Regions from separate parts of the Zea mays genome. Here regions 2, 3 and 4 are each linked to region 1. A link is a contact called in public Hi-C data. All regions are on one chromosome and are shown on one strand. Each heading gives the region's core, a stretch centred on a gene start, on an enhancer-like site or on the middle of the called end of the contact. The rest is flanking DNA. Distances are from core to core; before and after follow the strand shown. Region 1 holds the start of LOC100502303. Region 2 overlaps LOC100274607 (beta-galactosidase 15). Region 3 holds the start of LOC100282032 (vacuolar ATP synthase 16 kDa proteolipid subunit). Region 4 holds the start of LOC100280396.

What was found. Hi-C and Micro-C count contacts between places; a contact is called where the count stands out from the background.
Region 2: a contact with region 1 is called in a Hi-C map of ear, with 2.4 times the contacts expected there. The contact joins the enhancer-like site here to the promoter of LOC100502303 in region 1. A contact is called at or near these places in 3 of 25 Hi-C or Micro-C datasets (bundle sheath, ear and leaf).
Region 3: a contact with region 1 is called in a Hi-C map of tassel, with 2.5 times the contacts expected there. The contact joins the promoter of LOC100282032 here to the promoter of LOC100502303 in region 1. A contact is called at or near these places in 4 of 25 Hi-C or Micro-C datasets (ear, leaf and tassel).
Region 4: a contact with region 1 is called in a Hi-C map of an unstated tissue, with 2.9 times the contacts expected there. The contact joins the promoter of LOC100280396 here to the promoter of LOC100502303 in region 1. A contact is called at or near these places in 5 of 25 Hi-C or Micro-C datasets (ear, endosperm, leaf and 2 more).

Annotation. Positions count from the first base shown.
Region 1 is chr3:143,314,965-143,320,450 of Zm-B73-REFERENCE-NAM-5.0, reverse strand. LOC100502303 reads right to left here and starts at 2,728. Exons shown (of 26, transcript XM_020549992.1): 1 at 2,256-2,728; 2 at 1-2,100. The coding sequence starts at 2,369.
Region 2 is chr3:143,078,814-143,084,299 of Zm-B73-REFERENCE-NAM-5.0, reverse strand. It overlaps LOC100274607 (beta-galactosidase 15), which reads right to left. Exons shown (of 19, transcript XM_008676212.4): 18 at 2,991-3,333; 19 at 2,393-2,795. The coding sequence ends at 2,652. It also overlaps the pseudogene LOC109945109. Among protein-coding and RNA genes, the nearest start is that of LOC109945110, 27 kb to the left of the region's middle. Within about 2 kb of position 2,354, at least 13 of the 20 cell types and tissues checked have an H3K27ac peak or open chromatin away from gene starts, as enhancers often do. A contact at or near this core is called in ear, where this site is marked.
Region 3 is chr3:143,112,502-143,117,987 of Zm-B73-REFERENCE-NAM-5.0, reverse strand. It overlaps LOC100282032 (vacuolar ATP synthase 16 kDa proteolipid subunit), which reads right to left and starts at 2,405. Exons shown (of 3, transcript NM_001317913.1): 1 at 2,091-2,405; 2 at 1,496-1,781. The coding sequence starts at 2,169.
Region 4 is chr3:143,458,444-143,463,929 of Zm-B73-REFERENCE-NAM-5.0, reverse strand. LOC100280396 reads left to right here and starts at 2,734. Exons shown (of 25, transcript NM_001348338.1): 1 at 2,734-3,132; 2 at 4,179-4,344; 3 at 4,652-4,771; 4 at 4,925-5,058; 5 at 5,146-5,305; 6 at 5,389-5,456. The coding sequence starts at 2,815.

The DNA of each region.
Region 1 (5,486 bases), core at 1,479-3,978:
TGAAGAGAACTCTTCTCTTGCAGCATTAACCTGACAAATTTCTTGAACTTTACTACTAGACTCATTATTATATTCAAGTGTGTCCTTTGTTTCTTCCATGATAACTATGTCATCATTTGCCACCTTGAAAGGCATCACTTCTTCTGGAGCAGTTGTTCGTCTCTTCTTTGAAGACCTTCTCTTTGAAGTTGTGCAATTTGATGCCTGCTGCGATCCTTCTGTGTTATCTTTTTCATTAGAGATCTGTGCATTCTGATGCTTCCAGGAAACATTAGCTGAAGATGATATTTCCAGCAAAAACCTACTGCGCTTCCTCAATTTCAAGCCTTCTTCACCAACTTCAATGTGATCCATGCTGACCTCTTCAACTGCATTAAGGGCATGAGATTTGTGTGTTGTCCTCCTCGTAGGATTTTTGAACTTTTTTCCTTCATCATTATTTTGTCCCTCAAGTAGCACTGTAGCGATAGATCTCCTTGATTGCCTAATAGAATCTTTTACTTTCTGTTGCTTCTCACCATCTTGATATTTACCACTTTGCAAGTTCTCATTTCTAGCCATTTTATGGTGATCTTGCTTCTCATTATGCATGTCAGGAAGAACAGACTTCCGTGTTGATCTCCTAACATTCATCTCAGCATTCATTTTGGGTGCTAGAAGTCCACTATTATTCTCAAGCATATCAGGCAGCACAGATTTGCGCGATGATCGCCTAGTAGGTTGCTTCACAACAAATTGTTTATCCACATCTTTGCCCTTACCAATTTGAATTCCTTCACCAACAGCTTTAATATTTTTAACTGGGATTACAGGCTTCCGCGTTAATATCGCTTCATCTGTTTCCATGTTCTTTTCGGCAATGAGACTCTTCTCTTTCTCATGCAATTCTGTGATAACAGATTTACGTCTCAGCCCCCTAGCAGGTCCTTTAGTTGCTGGTTGCTTCGCCACATCTTCACTGTTAGCATATTGAGTCTCTTCAACAATACTTTTGGTATCTTTAACCTGCACAACTGATTTCCTCGTTGATCGCCTAACATGTGCTTCAGGGTTCTTTCCTTCAATTACATCCTTCTCTTTCTCAAGTGCAGCCAAAGCAATAGATTTACGTGTTGACCGTTTAATTGGTTCTTTAACTGCTGGTTGTTTCTCCAAATCTTCAGAATGAGAATTATGGTGTGCCAATGGCTGAGCTGTGCTCGAGTCTTTGGCCAATTTGATGTTTACTGAATTTGCACTATTGGCCTCAGAATAGTTTCTCCGTGACCACCTCAGTAGAGGGGACTTACTGGTAGCAGGAATTTTTTGACCTTTATCCTCCGGAGAAGATGCAACCTGTTGATGCCTACGAGTAGACGGACGCATCTTGTTTTCCAACTGCCTGGTAGTGTGAGTTTCGTCCACGACGCTGTTGTTAACGTGGACAATTTTGTTCCTTAAAGACCTGGTGGCAGGAAAATCACTTCTGGGCACATCTGAAAGCATAGTCAACTCTACAGTTGTTTGTGGATCTCCAGTCTTCCTCCTCTTGTTCTCAACCACAGTGGGTGGCACCACAACAGGTACGATTGAGCGAGACCTTGTAGTCCTAGCTGTTACTTCCACCAGAGCGGACTTCTGCACATCAGACTCAGCTGCATTCTGCCTCCCTCTCTTCTTCTCAACAGCAGGAGGCAATACAGTAGCAGACCACTCCAAATTTGACCTTCTCGTAACTCTAGCCTGAGCGATAACAGCAACGCCCTCGTCATTCTCCTGATTCTTGCGCTTGGGCTTCCTGTCAACAGCAACAGCCTCTCCTGCTTCCTCAGCCTCGGCAGGATTGAACGAATTCCTCCTGGACCGCCTCACTGGGACATCAGCGCCCACATCTGCAGAAATACCGTCTTCAGCAGCAGAATCAGTACCGGCTCGAGCAGACTTCCCCCTTGTCTTGGCAACGACCGGCGACCATATGACCCGAGACCTCAGTCTCCTGGCCTTCCCTACCTCCGCCCCAAAAGTAACCTTCTTGGCCTCGGTGGCACCTCCGCCCGTTTGCTTCAGACACCCCTTCCTCGCCGGCACTCCGGCAACCTCCTCCTCCACAACAGCGGGCCCCTGCGAGAGCAAGGAAGCAAAACCCAACAACAGCGTTAGAAAGAGCAGTAGCCCCCAAACATTTCCATTAAGAAAAAAAACAAATCGAATGTGCGGAGCGTTTCCGCGAGCACTTGGCGGCTCGACGAGGATTACTGCCGTACGGGGGTCCTTACCGAAAGCACGGCGTCGAGACGTCCGACGAGGTCGGCGTTGGTGCCCCCGGCGGGGAGGCCGTGCCGCTTGCAGAGCGCCTGGAGCTCCCGCCGCTTCATCCCCGCGAGATCCATCCCCGCACACCTCCAGCCCCGCGGGAGATCACAAAGGCCTGACCATCTCTCCTGCTCTCTCTCTCTCTTTCTCTCACTCTCTCTCTCTCTCTCAGGCGGCGCGTGTTCGAAATTTCGAATCCCAGTCCCGTCCGTTCGAATTAGTGGGTGGCGCAACGCAACGCGACGCGACACACGCGACGAACTGCTCCCGTACACTGTTCCGCTGGACGGCGAAGCCGAGACAGCGTTTTGTAGGGTTGCCCTGCCTTTCGGGAGGAGAAAGGGGCGCTGGGCGAATTGAAGTGGGAACGCCGGCGGGCGGTGGAGGGGACCCAGGGGGTGCGTGGCGGCTCCTCGGGTGGGGGACCGAGGCCGCGTGCTGCACTGCTGCTAGTTCTTCGAAGATAGCCAAGCGGTAATTCGTACACTGAGCGGTGGGGCCAGCAAGCGTGAGCGCGGTGGAGCCGCCGTGGCGGTGACCGCGGTGCGGAGGCTTGCAGCGGAAGGAGGCGCAGATTTCGAATTTCAGAGTTCCCGCCCACAGGGCGATAGGCAGGTGAGCGGGTGCGTAGGAGCGTACTGCCGTAATGGGAGCGGGAGGCGATATCTAGCTGTTCCACTGCTATGCGGGCCCGTGCAACGGAACGGGACGTTCAGCCTCATGTGTCATTCGCTCAGTTTGGTGGTGCGAGAGTTTTCGTTAACGCTTTTCACCGGTGTGAAACGAGCGGATAAGATAAGGTGGCGCCCTACCATTTCTTTATCTCATCTGACATTTTTAAAATTTACTAAATATTTATCATCTACATTGCCGTATCCTCTACTTTACACGGTCTCTGAATCCGGCTTGTAGAATTCGTATGGTGAACAAAACATTAACAATTTTTCACCTTGGATAATGTGCCGCAAGAAACTATCTCTGGTTATCAAGCACTTGCTGCATTTTTTCTTGCATTTTGTGTGGAACGGATATTCTTGTAATCGAGAGAAACCAAACTGGACCTAAGTTTTAATATAGAGGACTAAGACCATTCTTGGTCATGAGTTTCATACACGGTTTCCAATGCTGCCACATCGACTTTCAACTAGGTAACCGCTGTCATCTCCCATAAAACTCACTTTGTCTCTCTCCTCAAAATTACATTGTCATATCATCATACATAATGATGTGTCACCATATTTAATGAGTATGAAACTCCTGCTAAGAATGGTCTAAGAGCAACTCCAAATCTTTACTACTAATTATGTGCCTATTGTAGGCGTCCACACCACTGGATGGCGCACGGTTCTGCCCCGCGACACCGTGCCCCGCGCCTGTCTCTCTGAAGTCGCCCGCGTCTCCACCCGAGACCCCGACCCACCCCTGCCTCCCCCGCCGCCGTGCTCACGCTCCCCCGCGACAACCGCCGTGCCTGCGCCTCCTCCCCCGCCCGCCCGAGACTCGCCACGCTCCCTCTACGCGCCTGCCTCCTCCTCGGCCCGGATCCCGCCGCCATTGCCTGATATGGAGATGAAGGCGTCGGCCTCCGATGAAACCCTAGCCGCTGTCTTGGACGATGCCCCACACCGTCGGCACCTTCCTCCCCCCTCGCCGCGCCGGCCCTCAATCTGCGTCCGCGACAGGTACCCCTCTGCCCCGGATCGTCGCCCCCGCCCTCGATCCGCGTCCGCGTCCGCGTTGTGGCGTCCGCAGTCACCATGGAAGGCGATTCCGTGCATGGATTGGGTATCCCTCTGCCCCGGAAGGCGATTCCGCAGTCACCATGGAAGGCGATTCCGTCGGTGTCGGCGAGGGCGACTCGCTCCTGCCGCCAACCGCCACGCCGTCGTGCCGGCCAGACTCGTCGTACCGCCCGCCGCCAGCACTGCCCATTCAGGACCAGTGGCCCTCGCCGGGCCATGCGCCACCGTTGGCCTCCTCAGGTGGGCCTTCCTGTAGCGAATCCTCAGATCTGAGGCCGTCGCCGGATCTAGAGGCGTGGACGATTTCTCCGAGTTTGAGATCCATTGACCACAACAAGACCTGAAGGACACTGGTGCTGCCTTCATTCCATCCTAGACGAACCTCGGCCCCCCAGATCAGGTTTGATTCGTAGCTATCCTTGGCTCTGATGACTGCTGGATGCTTGGGCCACTTGCACAGCTGAACCACATGTGCTACGCTTGATTTGGTTTTGGGGTGAGTTAGGGTTTCTGTATCCAGAGAGATAATTGTAACCAATGTTGTTAGTCAACCTCGAGTGTGTTAACCTTGACTTCTTGAACTGTTGTGCACAATATTCATTAGACTTGAACTAATATGTTACTGATTATATGGTTTAGTGAAACACGATGTAGTATATGTTGAGCACAGTTCGCTGACTGAGCCGACAAAATAGTTGGACCTAAACCTTTGCGTGCTGAATTATTTATGCAAATAATTTGCCAAGACTATTTTGAGCTCTGATGATGTTGGCTAAACTTTTACTTATTATTATTTTTTGTAGTTTCTAGGTAAACCTTTTACTTATTTTATCGGGTGTCATGCTTTGTTCTTGGAGTCCAACTATTTTGATCCTATTGGGAAGACAAGGTCTGTTTGTGGCATTAGTATGCATGACATGAGGTGTTGTGGAAATCACTTGATTGCAAATGAAAAAAATAGATTCACATGATGTACCGTGCAGATTTCCTGGCCACTAAGTTTTCTGTTGCCATCATCTTTATTTTGTAGCTTGGTGTATGATAAAGTTGCAATAGAAACATCAAAGAGACAGAACTCTCTATTGCTGACGCTATTTCGGTGATTCGGTGGAGCCTTCTTGCAGTTTGTCTATTTTTATATGACAAGTCACTGGTAAGTTTCATGCTGCTTCCAGCTATTTACCTTTTTCTATGAAGCAAATGTTTATATGCATACTATGTTACCTGAGAAACATTAAAGTACTTGATGTACCTAAACACATTTTGTTTATTGATGTATAGTGATCTAGCATTATTGTCTATATTAATATTTATATTGCTGGTAGCTTCTACTTTAACTGATCTCAATGGGGCATTTGGGTGGCTAGCAATTCACATTGATAATTTAAAAGTGAATTTCAGGTGTACATTTGATGGCCTCCGATATGGTGTTGCCTTCAATCCTCTACAATG
Region 2 (5,486 bases), core at 1,105-3,604, 240 kb after region 1:
CATCACAAAGAAAAGGAATACATTAAAAATCATAGAAGCATAAAAGGCTCCAAACATCTTCTTCAACTCAACCATGTTGTCCTTTATCTTCTTCAACTCGACCATGTTGTCATTCATCTTCTTCAGTTCGGCAGCAAATTTGTCCCAGTTCGTAGTCACATCTGCTCTATATGCTACTTCTCATTCATCCCACATATTAGACGCCATCATCTCCCCAGAGCCACCCACCACCCCTGCCCCTTCAAGCATCATGACATAATCGTCCATCCACATGAAAAAATTGCATATTTTGAGAACCTAAACAATCCAAATAAGCAGTAAGCACAAAAATGAAATCAACCGTAATGGATAAAACAAGGAGGGACCTTATTATCTCGATATGGCTTGCTTTCACACTTCACGAACTCTCGACCAAAGTTGTCGTTCTCCCACCTTTTCGATCTTAGTCTCACGAGCGACTCTGACCTTTCACATTTGGGGCAGCGGATCAGCGACACCGGACCATAACTGGGCCATCCTTGTCCTCCATTAGAGGAGCCGCTTGCCCGCGACATGCGTGAATCCATGCTAGTAAACACAAACAGTTTAGCATTTGAGTTAGCAACAACTGTTATATCGCAACAATGAAAACAAGAAATCTTTGCGCAGATAAGTGATTAGATTACAGTTACACATCCTCTCTTCTCTATTTGCTTATCACTGTCTTTTAGTTTTATATACAATATGAGAATTGTGGTGCAGCTCAGCCCCCCTCACCTAGTGGAATGAGTACCACACATCCTGAAGCAAGAATGCAACAATCTTGCACCCTATGATATATGTATCATTAATCTAAGTACATGTGATTAAAGATGCAAAGTATTGAGCAAGAGGCAAGTTGACGTAGAAAACAACAGGAATATGATGAGCTCTGAAGGTGGAATGAGTACCACACTTCAGATTCACAATACAAACAGCAAGCAAGCTACCTTTCAATACTGAAATGAACCACACACAGTGTCCAATTTTTCGTAGTGTTGTCTGCAAGCTCAGAAACAGCAAGCTTGAGGAGGAGAAAGTGACTTACGTCGCGGGTGGAGTTGGTGCTCGTGCTCCCCAAATCCCGTTCGTCTTCGAAGGGGCGAGTAGCGTGTCGCGGCTTGACTACTCGTCAAGACCTTCACACTGCACAGGCCCGATGTGCTGCCAGTTGTCGGGCGGACGGGGCTGGGCGTAGGGAGCAGGGAGGAGGACGCCGGAGCCTAGGAAGATGGCGCGTAGGGTGTAGGGAGACGGGGCGTGGAGCAGGGCGGCACAGGCATAGAGGAGGCCCACGACGAAGAAGCCCTCCAGGCCTGCTGCGGGCGCTCCTCCACGGTGAAGACGCTCCTCCAGGCCTGCTGCGGCGTCGGAGAAGAAGCTCGTCTGGAGAGGCTGCCGCTTCGTGGATCCGTGGGGGAGCAGGGATGCGGCCTACAGGAGCGTCCTTCTCGGCGATTCGAGGAGGAAGATGGGGCTGGCAGATTTGGATCGGGAGAAGATGAGGCTGGCCGATTTGGATCGAGAGACGCGCCGAGCAGTATCGACGTGGGGAGGAGGCGCGCCGAGCCCCGAGCAAACGACGATGGGGAGGAGGCGAGCTTGGCGGGGGCGTCGGGAGCGCGTCGGTGGGGAACAAGATCGTGGGGAGGGGGGCGCCAAGCCAAGTGCCGCCATCGGTGGGGAGATGAAGGGCGTCGGGAGCGCGTCAGTGGGGAAGAAGATGGTGGGGGAGGGGGGGCGCCAAGCCCAGTGCCACCGGCAGTGGGGTGATGAAGGGCATCGGGTGCCGCCGACGGTGGGAAGCTTGGAGGGGCGTCAGGGCCGACGAGTAAAGATTGAATTTGGGGAATTTTGGATGGAGAGGGGTCGCGGGGCCCACATGCAGGTCACAGTAACGGCATCAGAGTCACGGAAACGATGGCCAAGCAGTGTTATGATATTTTTTTACACGTGGGAGGGTAGAAACGAGGAGTTCCTCAGACTAGGGGCAAAATTGAGCACCTGGTCACAACTAAGGTCACCCATGTAAAAAACCCAAATATAATGGCATGGACAAAAAAAACCTAGAGATCTTTTGTGCTTTAAATATATTACCAAATATTTACCAAAAAATTCAAAAAGAACAAAACCACTCCAGAGTCCAAACCAAAGCAGGAAGATAATTTGAATGGGTTCAAGAGTTAAAAGGTTAAGGTGTCCCATTTTAGAAACGAAACTATGGCAATAATTCGGAATAAATTTTTTCCTTTCCTCTGTCCACGCCGAGCCAGGAGAATGCACATGGGCTCAATCAAAAGGGCATCACCACCACCAGCGGTTGGTCGACCGCCTACAGGTGGAAGAAGTGTCAACAGGGAAACAAAAGTAGACCGAAGTCCAAAGGAATGGCCCTTACAGGAGTAAGCCAGACGGTTCACAGGAATGACCATTTGTAATAAAAGCAACTTTATTCCTTTTCCATCTCATTTCTTTTCAATCCCTCCTCTTCTTTAGATTTACATGTAGGTCACTGTTTACATATAATATGGGTGCAGAGGTATAGGAGACAACGATGCAGGACCATTGTGCACGGCCCTGCAAAGCTGCGGCAACGTCCACCAAGACCTGAGCACCACAATACAGTACCGTGATCATATATCGTATCGAGGTTCTTGGTTAACCGATGGCGGGGAGCACTCGGCTTCAACTGCCAAATCCTTGACGACTTTGCGGCATGGATCTCCGAATACTTCGTTGGTAACACTGATCGCGCATCTGTTCTTGCCTTCGCAGGCCTGGGAATACAGTAAAGTGAGTATTACAGGTTTGATGTCTGGTGGATTTTTCAAATGAAATCATTGCCTTTGTTTATTTGTGTTTCATGGACGCATATACAGGATTAACATGTGCAGAGATAACAGAGGCCAAGTTGCTGAGAACAGATATATGTCTATGTCTACAAGATGCATGTTGGTGCTCGTCAAACTTACCTCTACCACCAAGTCTAGAGTAGTCGATGCATGGCAATTCCCTACAGAGAAGTTCTGGCAACCTCCTGTAGGGGTCCCGTAACTCGCAAATGTAATCTTCGAGATCACATGCCCGTCATCGCACTGCAAGCGAAGCTCTGGTGCTACCGTATTTACTGAGGGGCGACCGTTGGCGGCACGTGACCAGGCAGAAAGGGGAGGATAGTAAGTCTCAGATATTTTTGAGCAGATTGTCTTGGTGTAATGAACCTCCAGCGATATCTGAGATGGGTCTCCCCCTGTTTCCTCGAAGAGTACCAATAGATTGCCTGACTCTTGCAACCATTCGCGTGGTATGTGGTACCTGAAAGGAAACAAAGCGCTTATTAGGTTATATTTCCATATGTGCATTTAAATGTATTATTTAACTTAACGACAAGGTGCCTAACATCTCAGTGATCTGCAAACTCGTAGAGTGCAAACTGACTGTTCTAATACAGAAATACAAAATGATCCTTACTCAAATCTTATAAGGTCTAGAAGAACACATGCTTTGAGTTTTCGAGAAAAAAAATGCTTTGAGGGTTCTACTACCTTTGAACCATGGAAGAGAATCCGGAAAACATGGGCACCAAACAAATGCAAGATGTTTATGTGGCTGAATGCAAGATGTTTATGTGGCTGGCTGGAAGAAATAGATGTTGGACTTCTAATCGGCTTACTAGAAGAGGCCTGCCTCATCCAGACAGATGTTCCCAATGTGATCAAGGTAGTGTTTGGTTCCAGAGCCTATTTGGACGGAATGACTCTATTCTAGATTCTGAGTATGGAATGGCTCCATTCTGTGTTTGGCAATCAGAACAGAGCCGCTCTTTTTTTCTGTTTGGTTCTAGTGTGAAGACTCTATCCTATGTTTGGCACCATATTATTATTATTATTATTATTATTATTATTATATATATATATATATGTCGGTACCCTGAATCAAGGGTACCCTTTACTACAGTATGAAGACGTGGTGCCAGTACGACGATCTCTAGCCGCACGGTAAACAGCGCCCGACCCCACCACGTGGACGGCTCAAGGGGCACCACGTGGCGAGAAAAGATGATACATCCCAGGATGTATTAGTTGGACCGGACCTCCGCGAGGAAGCACCGGACCCCTGTACGCACAACCCGAACCCCCGGTTACGGTCCGGGACTCCCAAGTAAGCATGCCGGATCCCTTGGATGGGGTCCAGATCCCTCTGAATAAGGTCCGGGCCACAACGAGGTCCCGGGACAGGGGATACCCTGGCATAAGCAAGGGACCGGTACTGACACGTGTCAGTCCTTATCCTATGCGCTTGCGCTCCCCGCTCAGGCGGAGACCCGCTGCTGCCGCGTGGCTTGTTGCCCGTGACGTAAGCCAGCGGGCGGGGCCTGACGTAAGGCTTCTAGGCCGCGCGGTCTCTGCATTTATTGCGGAGAGGACGCGCCGCCTGTCCACCCTGCTGACAGGCGATGTGCCCCCTCAGCATTTAATGCGTCCTGTCCACTCCGCTGGCAGGTGGCGCCAGGGCCATCCTACAGACGGCGCGCCTGTTTAGTCCATTGTCAAACAGTGCGCCCGTGCTGCGCGGCGCACTGTGTCCATTATCCCTTATACGAGAAGCTTCCCCTGCACGCCGATACTACGCAGATCTCGGATGTCAGGGCGCAAGAAGATTGCTCGAGCGGTGAACATTAGTAGCTCTAAGTACTACATCCGTTATGTTCCTGGGCCCACATGTTGGGGCTCAGTACCCTTGTACATGCCCCCCTTAGCTATAAAAGGGGAGGGATGCAACGTTACAATGGGGGGGGGGGAGAAAAAGAGGGACCAAACTTAGACAGAGACTCTCAGCTCTCAAGCTTACACAGCAATCCAATACACAGTGGAGTAGGGTATTACGCTCCGGCGGCCCGAACCACTCTAAATCCTCGCGTGTTCATGTGCTCGGTGATCGCTTAGCAAGACAGGCAAAACGCTTAAGCCCCTTCCTCATTTTAGGATTTAGGGCGGGTGCATTCCGCCACCCGGTCGGAGAATTCCCTCTCCGACAATATATATCAAATATAATTATATTAAATATAACCATATATATATTACGTTTGGAAACATGCGTTCTTGTCAAATATTAAATAAATAAATTATATATATATATATAATGCGGGCACAGGAAGCCGTGAGGGGCGTCTGTTTTTTTTGGAGCGCTCGGGTCCGACTGTTTTTTTGGAGCCTAGAGATCCGGCATCTTGAGAGAATATTCCTATATTAGAGCGGCTCCTTTCCACTTTGATTCGAACCAAACGGTCTTAGTACTAGAACAGAGCGGTTCCATTCTACTATACTCTGGAACCAAACACTACCCAAGAGGATGAGGTCATCCAACATCTATTAACTTCTCGTGTGGTTGCCAGACAAGTCTAGTTTTCTCTGTTCTCTACTCTGAACCTCTCAACATTGGCCCCCAAACAACAAGATAATAATTTT
Region 3 (5,486 bases), core at 1,156-3,655, 200 kb after region 1:
TGTTAGGACGGAGAGATGTTGCGGTCTAGAGTAGACAGGTTCCAGTTGATAATATAATTTTCGAACTAGGACAACTCTTTGAATGGCATGTGGAACACTCAAATGACTTCAACATTTGGAAGCCACACAAAAAGAAGCAAATAGCCTGTTGGTGCACACAAGACATTTTGACCTGAAGTAATATTACCAACACCCAATCCTACAAACAGCATATTTCCAATTCAATACAGTATTTGAAAACAATCTACTGCATGCAGATATAAAATTAGTTGCAAACCCCTTTCAAACACCACCAGACCAACTGAGTGAATTATGTCGTCAACTAAAAGCATCGAGAGCAACTAGGTACCAAGCACCAACCTTCTCTGGGGTTCAAACATGCTATACAGGAAATTAGCAGAGTTAATGCAAGTGGTCTCAGATATGAATGCATGCCAGATAGGAAATCCTACTGGATATAAAACATGAGGTCCATGACTGGTAGGATCTGGGATCCTACCGCGGCTAGGTAGGTTGTACGGAAGGAGATCGATGGCCGGGACTTGTACCCCGATGGCGCACATGAGTTGTGGTCGCGCACAAGGAGCAGGCAGGAGAGAGACACATGGGAGATGGGCCTTGCTTGATTAGATTGATACATCTCTCCTTATATAAAGAGGCTTTACTTATCCACTAAACAAGCGAACCTTATTTTTATAACTCGGCTAGAGGCCCTTTATAAGAAAGGAAAATCCTGGACATTTCGCCCCTAACTTCCTGCATGGTCTAGCCACTGACGTGGCCCTGACAGCTATATAGCTGACATCGGTAATAACAGAGACAAACATAGTTGAAAGTACATAATACATCAACAAATGCATCCCTTTATATTTTTCCTCTTTATATTCTTTTTCCGATATAAGATGTGTTTTGTAAGTTAAACTAACATGAAGCGATATATAACTATAAACTAAATTTCTAGAGGAAACAATGGTTACCAATAAGAAACAGGATAGCTTCCTGATTTGATTGCTATGGTAGTCATGACATTAATAGTGGACCACTATGAACAGCATAGACAAGCTAGCATAGGTTCAACTTCAGCTTATCAACGAACTAGCTATAAAGTATAAACACCTCAAATAAGCTTGGTTTATGTCAATGGTGCGATAAAATATGGTGTTTGCCTTTAAAAGTCATGTCCAATTTTACCATTATCAAAATTCTTAACTAGAAAGTGGTCAAGGTATAAATATGCAAAAGGTCAAGTGAGATTTGAGGCATATGAAATAACTCCTATTTAATCCAGAGCCCCAGACAACATTTCAGATGTAAATGTAATATTCACTTGACCTTTTTAAAAAATCAAGTATTTCAATAGAAGAGAAACTCGTCTACAAACACGTATTGACAACATGGAGGTTTAGAAGTGCCTGCCATTACTACTGCATTTACCAACATATTATCAGCCAAACCATCAAAGCATATCACAATATGATAAAGCAATTGTCTTCACCTGACACCAGCATCACCAACGATGCCAATGGCCATGCCTGCAGCAAGCCCAGCAAGACCACAGGCAAGGCCAGACGACAGGTGGGCATAGCCGTCAAAGAGGTAGTATGGCTTGGCCTTGGGGTTGATCCCAGTGCTGATGATGACGGCGATGATGAGGCCGTAGATACCGAGCACACCAGCCATGACCACGGGCACGATGGACTTCATGACGAGCTCTGGGCGCATGACACCCATGGACGCCACGCCGACGCCACTCTTGGCTGTCCCGTACGCCGCCCCCATGCCTGCGAGCCACACACATACACAGAGGGAGATCATGTCATTCACCACCAAAAATTTCGCCCTCACACGTCCCAGCCACATGGATCCAACCCAAATTCTCTCAATTGATGTTCCATTTATTTCTCAAAACATATCAAATAACACAATGGTCTGGCGCGCGTCAAGTATCGCACCGCCAATCTCTGAATCGTGGCAGATCGGACTACGGAGCAAAGGACGGGATCGGCTCCAACCTTTTCCCCACTCAAATTCGGAAAGAAACAATGCAACCGAAAGTATAACACGTGAGGACGAGGAGGCGGCGCACGTACATGAGAAGACGAGCGCAGCGGAGGCGCCAAGGAAGCCGAAGAAAGGGGCGGTCTCATCGCCGCTGAACGCCGACGACATCTCCCCCTTACTGCTGCCGCTACCAGTGCTACCGCGGCTTCCTCTTTGTTATGGTCACCGGCGCGAGCGCTCGAGGTTTCGCACCACTGCTCGGGATTGGCCTTGCCGATCTGATCTGAAGAGCGCGTGGGTGCCAGGGTAGGGTGGGGTGGGGAAGAAGGCGAGAGGGACACGGCGCTGCGACGTGGGGCGGGACAAGTACTGTTTTACCCTGCCACCGGGGAGGGGCATCTGTGTGTGTGGAAAAATAGAAAGGATGAAAGAGTATAATACATTTTGAGTTATTAAACTTGTTAGATCCAAACTTTTAAAATGTGTTAGTTCAGTTATTAATCGTTGTTTGGTCTTAGTTAGATCTAAACAGGTCGTGATTAACATATAGACCCGTATGAGCATCTGTATCTCCTTTCTCTCATTTTTTCGGTTCTCTTTCACCGATGCACATGTTGATATGTGGGGTTCATATATTAACCACGAGCCGTTTGGACTTAACTGAGATCCTAGAGATTAAGAAACGTACCGACACAATTTTAAAAGTTTGTGGAACAGAATAACGCAGAGCAACAAGTTTAAGGACCAGATGTATTTTACTGAAGATGAAACTAGATGAAAAAAATACGAACATATTACAAATTTCGAATACGGATACTTAGATTTCGAATATAGATAATTATATTTTTTTACTAAGATTTAGAGTGGAATACATATTGTGCCAGGTGCATCGGATATTAAAATCTATTTTATAACATATAAGAAATCTATTTTTTGAGATTTTTCAATTTGGGTACAATAGGAATATTAGATGTCCGCTAGATACGTCATGTTTTCATTACATTAATATATAGAGTTAAAGGGTGTTTGTTTAAAATTATAATCTGACCAGATAATATCATAATATAATCCAACAAATTTTAAACTAACATTTATTCAAAATTTGTTGGATTATATAATCTAGACATATTATAATCTCAAACAAACAGCCCTTAGGTAAATATGTGACGTGAATGTAAAAAAGATGAAAAATCAAGAGTAATTTGGTTCACATTCAACTTAGTCCTCTTAGATTTTAGCTAAAATAGGGGAAAGCACATTTGTTGTTAGGTAAAATGGGTGTTTAGTATATATTGTGTGGTCTCTATTGTATTAAATCACCGTTTTTTCTAGTTACACGGTTTCCATTGCCCCGTCCCTCATATTTAAATAGTAAAAATAATAAGAATTATGCATAAATTGGAGACTTAAACCATGGTTGTTAACTTTAAACTCATATTCACATTCATCTAGCCATCAGAGCACACATATTTTATATTCAAATATAATTGAAAATCATAGCAATGTACGGGCACTTTGCTAAGAGATAAGTAGACAACCTATATCATTATATTTTACATCACGTCTATTGGTGGTTGTAGGGTGAGAAGTTTTGACTTTCATAGGACCATGTAAAATAACATGAGAGATAAGTTAATAGTACCCCCTTCTACCCTTTGAATTATTTCTAATATTTAATTAACTCACTACATTCCTACATTTAAATAGTAAAAAAACTAAAATTATGTATAAATTGGGATTTGAATTGAACCGTAGTTGTTGGCTCCAACCTCACATTCACACTCAACTAATCAATAAAGCATACATATCTTTATATTTTATACTTTATACTTATAATAAAAATTATAAACCGTAATAAGGTACGAGCACTTTGCTAGTTTAACTTAAATGGTTTAGTAAGCTCTTTTGGATTTTAAAAGCGAAGTTCTACGGTGATCATAATTGTATTTGTTTATTCTCGAGAACACATGTTTATAGAAAACTTATTTCCATGTTGATAATATTTAACTAATAAAAACAAGTATCACATCAATTTTGTAAACCTAGAAGTCACCGTGTTAGTTAGAGAAAACAATAAAAGTAGAAGATACTTCTCAATATGTTGGTACATCATGCGCCATTGCCATTATAAAAAATTAACTCAGAAATAATCTTATACATCGGATGGATTGGCCTGTGACTAGTCAGGACTTTGTAAGCTGGAGTAAAAGGAGTAATTAGATCTACCTCAAATATAAGTCCAAGTGTGGTAACTCAAACTTGTGCAGTGCTGTCGGAACAAGGACAACAACTGGAGGTGGAGGTTTTGGTGCCACATGTGTGGCTCGCCGCATGCGCCCACGTGCACCACGCGTCCAAGCCGCTGACAACAGCCCACATGTCAGAATAGGCGGCCCCACACGCACGTAGAGAGTAGGGACGTAGCACGTAGAGACTGTTTAGAGGTGAAGTATTTTTGTATTTGAAAATATCGTGGTTTTTAGTATTACTATAATATTTTATGTTATAAGGTGTTGGTTATATTCTGAAAAATCTGTTTTCAAAACTATGGTATTGTACATACCATGATATTTTTGGAGTATTGTAAACTCAACTCCAATCCAAAGTTTTCATGGCATGTCTAGCATTAGTCTAATACCATAGTTTACAATGTTGTATCCAAACAATATTTTTCAAAACCATGATATTTTTGGAGTTAGCCAAAACTACGGTATTATCATGATAATTATAAAGTATAGTATTATAATACCATGGTTTTGAGAAACATTTTACCCAAACAGACTCGTAGTATGTGTTTGATTTAGCTTTCTGAATCAAATTCATTGCCAAAAATCTAAAAATCTCAAATAGATTGCTAAAAATCTATAGATTTCTTTAGTTCAATTCAGAATCACTTTCTACCATACATTTTCTAGATTTTTGTTATTCATGTTACAAACTATCATTCTCTTATAAAATATATAGTTGAGAGTTGTTTCAGCCAAATAAATTTTAGTTTTTTTCATAATCGTCAACCTACAACAACTTTTTTATAGTTCATAACTAGAATCAAATTTTTAGGAATCTATAGTTCAACCAAACAAACCCTAGAGTCTTTTGGACGGGAAAACAAATAAGAAACATTTGAGAAGTTTTCTTATTTTTTAGCAGAAAAAGAGGTATTTTATCCGAGCAATATTTTGCTCCATGCAAGCCGATAAGTGACAACACCAAAAAATTACAAAACTAATTACACTAAATGGTTGGCAGGGATGGCAACGGGTCGGGTTCGAGTTGGGTGGAGCAAAAACCCGCCCGCGATCGCGCCCGTGAAGTCTACAGAAACCAGCCCACGATCGCACCCACACCCATCAGGTTTCAGGTAGGTTCCAGGTCACTCGCGGGTTTTACTCAATATACACTTTTAAACAATAATTCAGCTATAATCAATTAAGTACCAACAATAATTGAATTATATCTACATATTTTAAGACTTCTCACATTGA
Region 4 (5,486 bases), core at 1,485-3,984, 140 kb before region 1:
TTCAACTCCAAATCAACCCATTCCAGTTGCATTAACTTCGTAATATTATAACCTACACTTTTGTAACATTATTTTATCATGCAACATGTTGTTAAAATAAATAAATAAATAATTTGTTTAATCCATGTTCATTAAAGTAACTCCTCTAATCTAAAGATTAATGTAACAGGTTAATTCGAACCATCTATAACTTGACTAAAATATCTATAATCAAGTTATAGCTTAGACTAATATTGAATGGGCTATTTCTTTGTGATATTTTCGCACCTGCTGAGTATTAATCAACGTAGAATATATATTTTCACTATTTAATCACCTAATACTTTAGAAAATCATATCTGTATAATCGTAACTTCGAAATTAATAATTCTCGAGCCCACGATCTCGTTACGACATGTAGAATATTATTATGTAGTTTGTGCTTATGTTTTGTGTGTTGTTAATTTTGCCTCTACACTGTTTGTTTGTATTGCTACGAATAACAGTGAGGTCACGAAAATCTGAAGATCATCCTGGTACCTAGAATCTCAAGTCCCAGGTAAGTTGTGCCGTTGATCACTTTTATTTACCCATTTATGTTCTTTATAATTATTTTACCATGCATAGACTTAATTTTGATGGGACCCAATAGATCACCTAGTTTGGCCATCATTACACCTTGTTTATCCTTGAACTTTTGGGTAGTCTTTGCTATTGCTCTATATGGTTTTAGGATTAATATTACATTATGATCATGTTCCAATTATATTGTTGTTTTACTTATTGTTCGTGACAAGATCATTATACTAATTGGAATATCAAGCTTAACTTGAGAAACACGTGCCGCCACAAGGGTGGAATGGGACGCCCTTGGCTGACTAACTAGGAAAGCTAGTTCAAGACTACCTTACCCGAAAGGGCAAGGGCAGTAGGGGAGTAGGGGTGTAGGGAGGTTTCCGGGTTGATTTTGCTGTGATGGCGGTCAGACGGGGGATTACTGCATTGCTCTTCCTAGAACTGTAGCGGGTTTTCGGAAGCTAGTGGAACTTTGTAAAGGCCTCGTAGTGTTACCCTGCCTCGCTTCCTTGGTAGAGGTGTATGGGCCCGTACAACCCCGTGGCAGATGTGTAACATGACTTGTGGGTAAAGGGTACCGCCTATGCAGAGTGTAAAACTGGTATACTAGCCGAGCTCGTGGTCATGAGCAGCTCAAGACTCTTGCATGATTAATTTATGAAATTTAATTCAATTTGTCATTTGCATCGCCTTGTGGTTTACTATTATTTTTGATCTATTATTACTCTGGTTTGGTATCTACTTATACTTAGTAACTGCTAATAAAATTTTGACCAACTTTAAAAGCAATACTCAACTTTAACCATCCTCTTGGGTAAGCCTTATACTTCACATTAGCTCCCACCTGTGGCGAGTTCATGCAAATTATTCTCCACGACTTATCGAGCGATAAATGCATGTGAGCTCACCCTTGCTGTCTCATAACCCCAGGTCAAGAACAGGTACCGCAGGATGAGACACATGAATGATGCTGCGATGAGTTCGTGAGTGGTCTAGGCCGTCGTCTCCCAGTCAACTGTGGTTGCTGGATCGTTGTCTTCGTATGATGTAAATATTTAACTATCTTGTATAGAACTCCTATTATATAGTAAAGATGTGATGTTCGTTTCTGTACCATGATTCATCATATGTGTAAGACTTGGTCCTAGCATACTTGGTGATTATGCTCACGTCTGCGTCCCTAAAACCCGGGTGTGATACTTTTTTGCACTATTTTTGCACGGTGTGGTAGCGTGGGCCCACATTAATTTTTTAATAGATTACTAGGCATGTGCCCGTGCGTTGCTACGAGCCGGGAGAGCGTGGGAGCGGTGCCTAGACTACAAATATAATTATTGTTTATTTCTAAACACTAATGTATGTGTGGTCTGATGGTTAGCCCCAAGTTTATGGAATAGAGAGTGAGTTGGAATGCTCGCTTTGCACTATTTTTTGCGGACGCTAGGTGTGGTGAGGGTGAAGCTGTGTAGCACAAGGTGGCCATATTAGGTTCTTAATAGAGTAGTATATATAAGAGAATCTCCAAGAGGTCCCAGAAAATGACTCCTCAAAGTCAGTCTTAAGGGACATCTAAATAATTAGTGTAGGTAGATTTTAATCATTTCTCCAACAGACCTCTTAAAGCGGCAGATTGTTTCCGGGAAGCCCAAAAAACCCTTTATTTGTAGCTACAAATGAGGGAGTTTTAAGGGTTATAAAAAGTTGGGAGCGCTTTAGAGAAACTGTTAGAGACATGTTTTTGTATTTTTTTTCCAAAAAACTAGATTTAGGGGAGACTTTTGGGGAGCTTTTTAGTGTGTTTGGTTTGTGGAGTCACTCTATACTTCATGAGGTGATGCATCATAAGTTCATTCCATCAATTTTGGTGGAATCAACCCACTCCTCATCTATATACTAATTATTAGCTTATGAGGAATGAGGTGGTGATGGATGAACCCATTCTATTCCACAAACCAAATAAAAAAGTGAGGAGTGAGAAGAAATGGATCACTCCATTCCTCAAACCGAACACACTATTTGTAGATGCTCTAAGTATAGAGAGTGCCCTAAAACCGACGTGTCCAATCAAATTCTTCCTGTTGGGCCGGACCGCCCCACCATACAAGAGTCGGACCTCACGTGCTTCATTCATGGGCCTTCCTTTTTCCTTTTGGACCCTATAGTGGTATTTCTCATTCCAAAACAGGCGTGGCTATGGCTAAACCCTAAACCCGCGACCGCACTGGCCTTTCCTCCCGCCGGCGATCACCGAAGCCAACCATGGCCGCCACCGTCGCCTCCGAGCACTCCATCGATCGCAAGCTCTCCGCGCTCGTGGAGCAAGCTCGGCCGAGCGCGGCGGCCATGCTCGCCGCCGCCGAGGCCGTTGACGCCGTCGCGGAGCTCATCAAGAGGGTGCCACAGCAGCAAGCGACGCCGGAGGCCGCGCGGGGTTTTTTGAGGGACCTGGGACTGGAAACCGAGAAGCTTTCCTTCACCTTCCGTCCGCCGGAGGTGGTGCGTCTCGCCGGGAGCCACGCGGCCGGCGCGGTCGCGAGGCCCGAAGTCGCTGCCGACCTCCTCGTACGCTTGCCAAAGGTATGCGGCGTTCTTCGCATTCGCCTCATCGCCTGCTTGATTCACTCCCAGTAACTTGTTTTGTATTACCGTCAACAGAGGAGTTGTTTATTTTTCATGGGATTCTTTGCCGTGGTTATGCCACTGTGGCAGATGGGCGATGTCCATTCTACATTCCAAATTTCTAGCGTTATGTTTATACCTTTCAGGATTGTCATCTGATAAAGAATGTATGCTTTCCGGTTAAAACAACAATGTCATCGTAGTGGTTACGTTATTGTCCAACGCACAGCTTGTTCGTTAAACATTTTCTTTCTGTTTACTTCAGTTGATATGAAGCCTTTGTTCTTGTTTATTTTTGCTTGGTACAATGTGCCTGCTGTCAAACAAATCCCAGCGGTAGAGGTGCTTATATTCGATTGTACTTCTTATACTCAAATAAACTGAAGGGAAAGTGTTGTTGGGAAGTATGGATTTTCTCTACGTTTACTCTAGGTGACACTAGTTTTCCTTCTTCACAAACATTTAGTTTTATTTGATTGACATATATCTGCTGAGCTATGCTAAATTGTTCAATCAAATCTTCTCAGCAAAATATTGTTTGTTAGAAAGATTATAAGTAGAATAAGTGATGCCTCAATGTTCAATCAAGGTAACTTCCTTTTATCAATCTTTTCTTTTTCCAAAAAGAGTTCTCTCAGCAACTAGTTTGGTACAACTGCTGGTCTGCTGGGGTGACCAGCTTACAAAGACTGGTCCTTAACAAAAGAAATCATCTGAATATCCTATTACAAAAAAGATTCAAATTTCACCAATGTCATTTGAAACAGAATTAACATGTTAGGGCTGTGAAGATGCCTAACATGGAATGCACCATTCAGAATTCATAAGTCTCTGGGTAGTGGGTATTCTAATGGAAAATGAGCTTGCTATGGTTACCAAGAGGATTCTTCTCATGCTTTTATCTTGCTTTCCAACTAGAATCAAGACTGCTGTTTTTGGAAGCGATTAAACAGAATTTTGGTTTTAGATTGTTGTGTGATTTGCTTTGTATGCATTTACTACAGGAATGCTTCCACGAGAAGGATTTCCTAAATCACCGGTACCATGCAAAGAGGTGTCTTTACCTCTGTGTCGTCGAGAAAAACTTGAGGTGCTCTAAATTAATCCGCAAAGTTTCATGGTCTACCCTCCAAGATGAGGCTCGAAAGCCCGTGCTTCATGTATATCCAGGTTATTCTTCTATCAACCTTCCCCTTTTTTCACATCATTGGCGCACTCGAATCTGATATTTCCAATGTTTTCAAGTCGGACGACTTGCTAGTCGTTCTGGCTGGCCGACTTGGGCGATTAATCGCGATTAATCACAATTAGTCGGACGACTTGGTAATTAATCGCGATTGTTCCAAACCGACTTGGACGATTAATTGCGACTAATCATGATTAATAGGGACGACTTGAAAACATTGGATACTTCTGCAAGTGACATTTTTGTCATTTTGCTCCCCTCATTCTTTTAACTTCCATTCCATTGGTGCAGCGACCGAAATTGTAGACCTTCCTGGATTCCATGTAAGAATAATCCCAACTGCGGATTCTTTGTTCAACGTTTCAAAGTTGAATGTATCAACAAGAAATAATGTCCGTGCATATACAAAAGGTAATACAACTGATTTACATATGTTCAATTCCATTGTGATGCTAATAAGCTTTCTTGTTCTTTGAAACTAGTGTCGTTGTACCGTACTTTTGTCCTTTAGCATAGTTATATAATTTTTTCTTTGAAACTTTGCTGATTGGATATGCATTTCAGATGGTGTAAACCTACCCACACCAAAGTATAATTGTAGCATATTGGAGGATATGTTTTTGGAGGAAAATGCAAACTTTATTAGTAGCACCTTTGCTAACTGGAAAGCTTTGCAAGAGGCCTTGGTGTTGGTAAAGGTATACTTCACCTAAACTATAGTTGGTTATGCTTGTAGATGTGTTATATTCCAGTTTAAAGCAGCCTAATGTTTAATTGAAATGTAGGTTTGGGCACGTCAAAGAACTTCAATATACACACATGATTGTCTCAATGGATACTTAATTTCTGCCATCCTTGTGTTTCTTACTGTGGACTCTGGAGGAAGCATGATTACTAGATCAATGACCACAAGACAAATTTTCCGTGTATTGATGAATTTTTTGGGTACATCCATGCAATAAAAATTTGTTTTTTCTAGGGATATTTGACCATGTTTACTCAGTTGAAGCATATCTGAATTCCTGTAGCAACTTCCAAGGCGTGGGCAAAGGGATTGGTGATTCAATCAATGAAGAAGCGTACGGTCACCAAAGAGGTTTGTCAACCTTCTGCACAAAGTCCATTG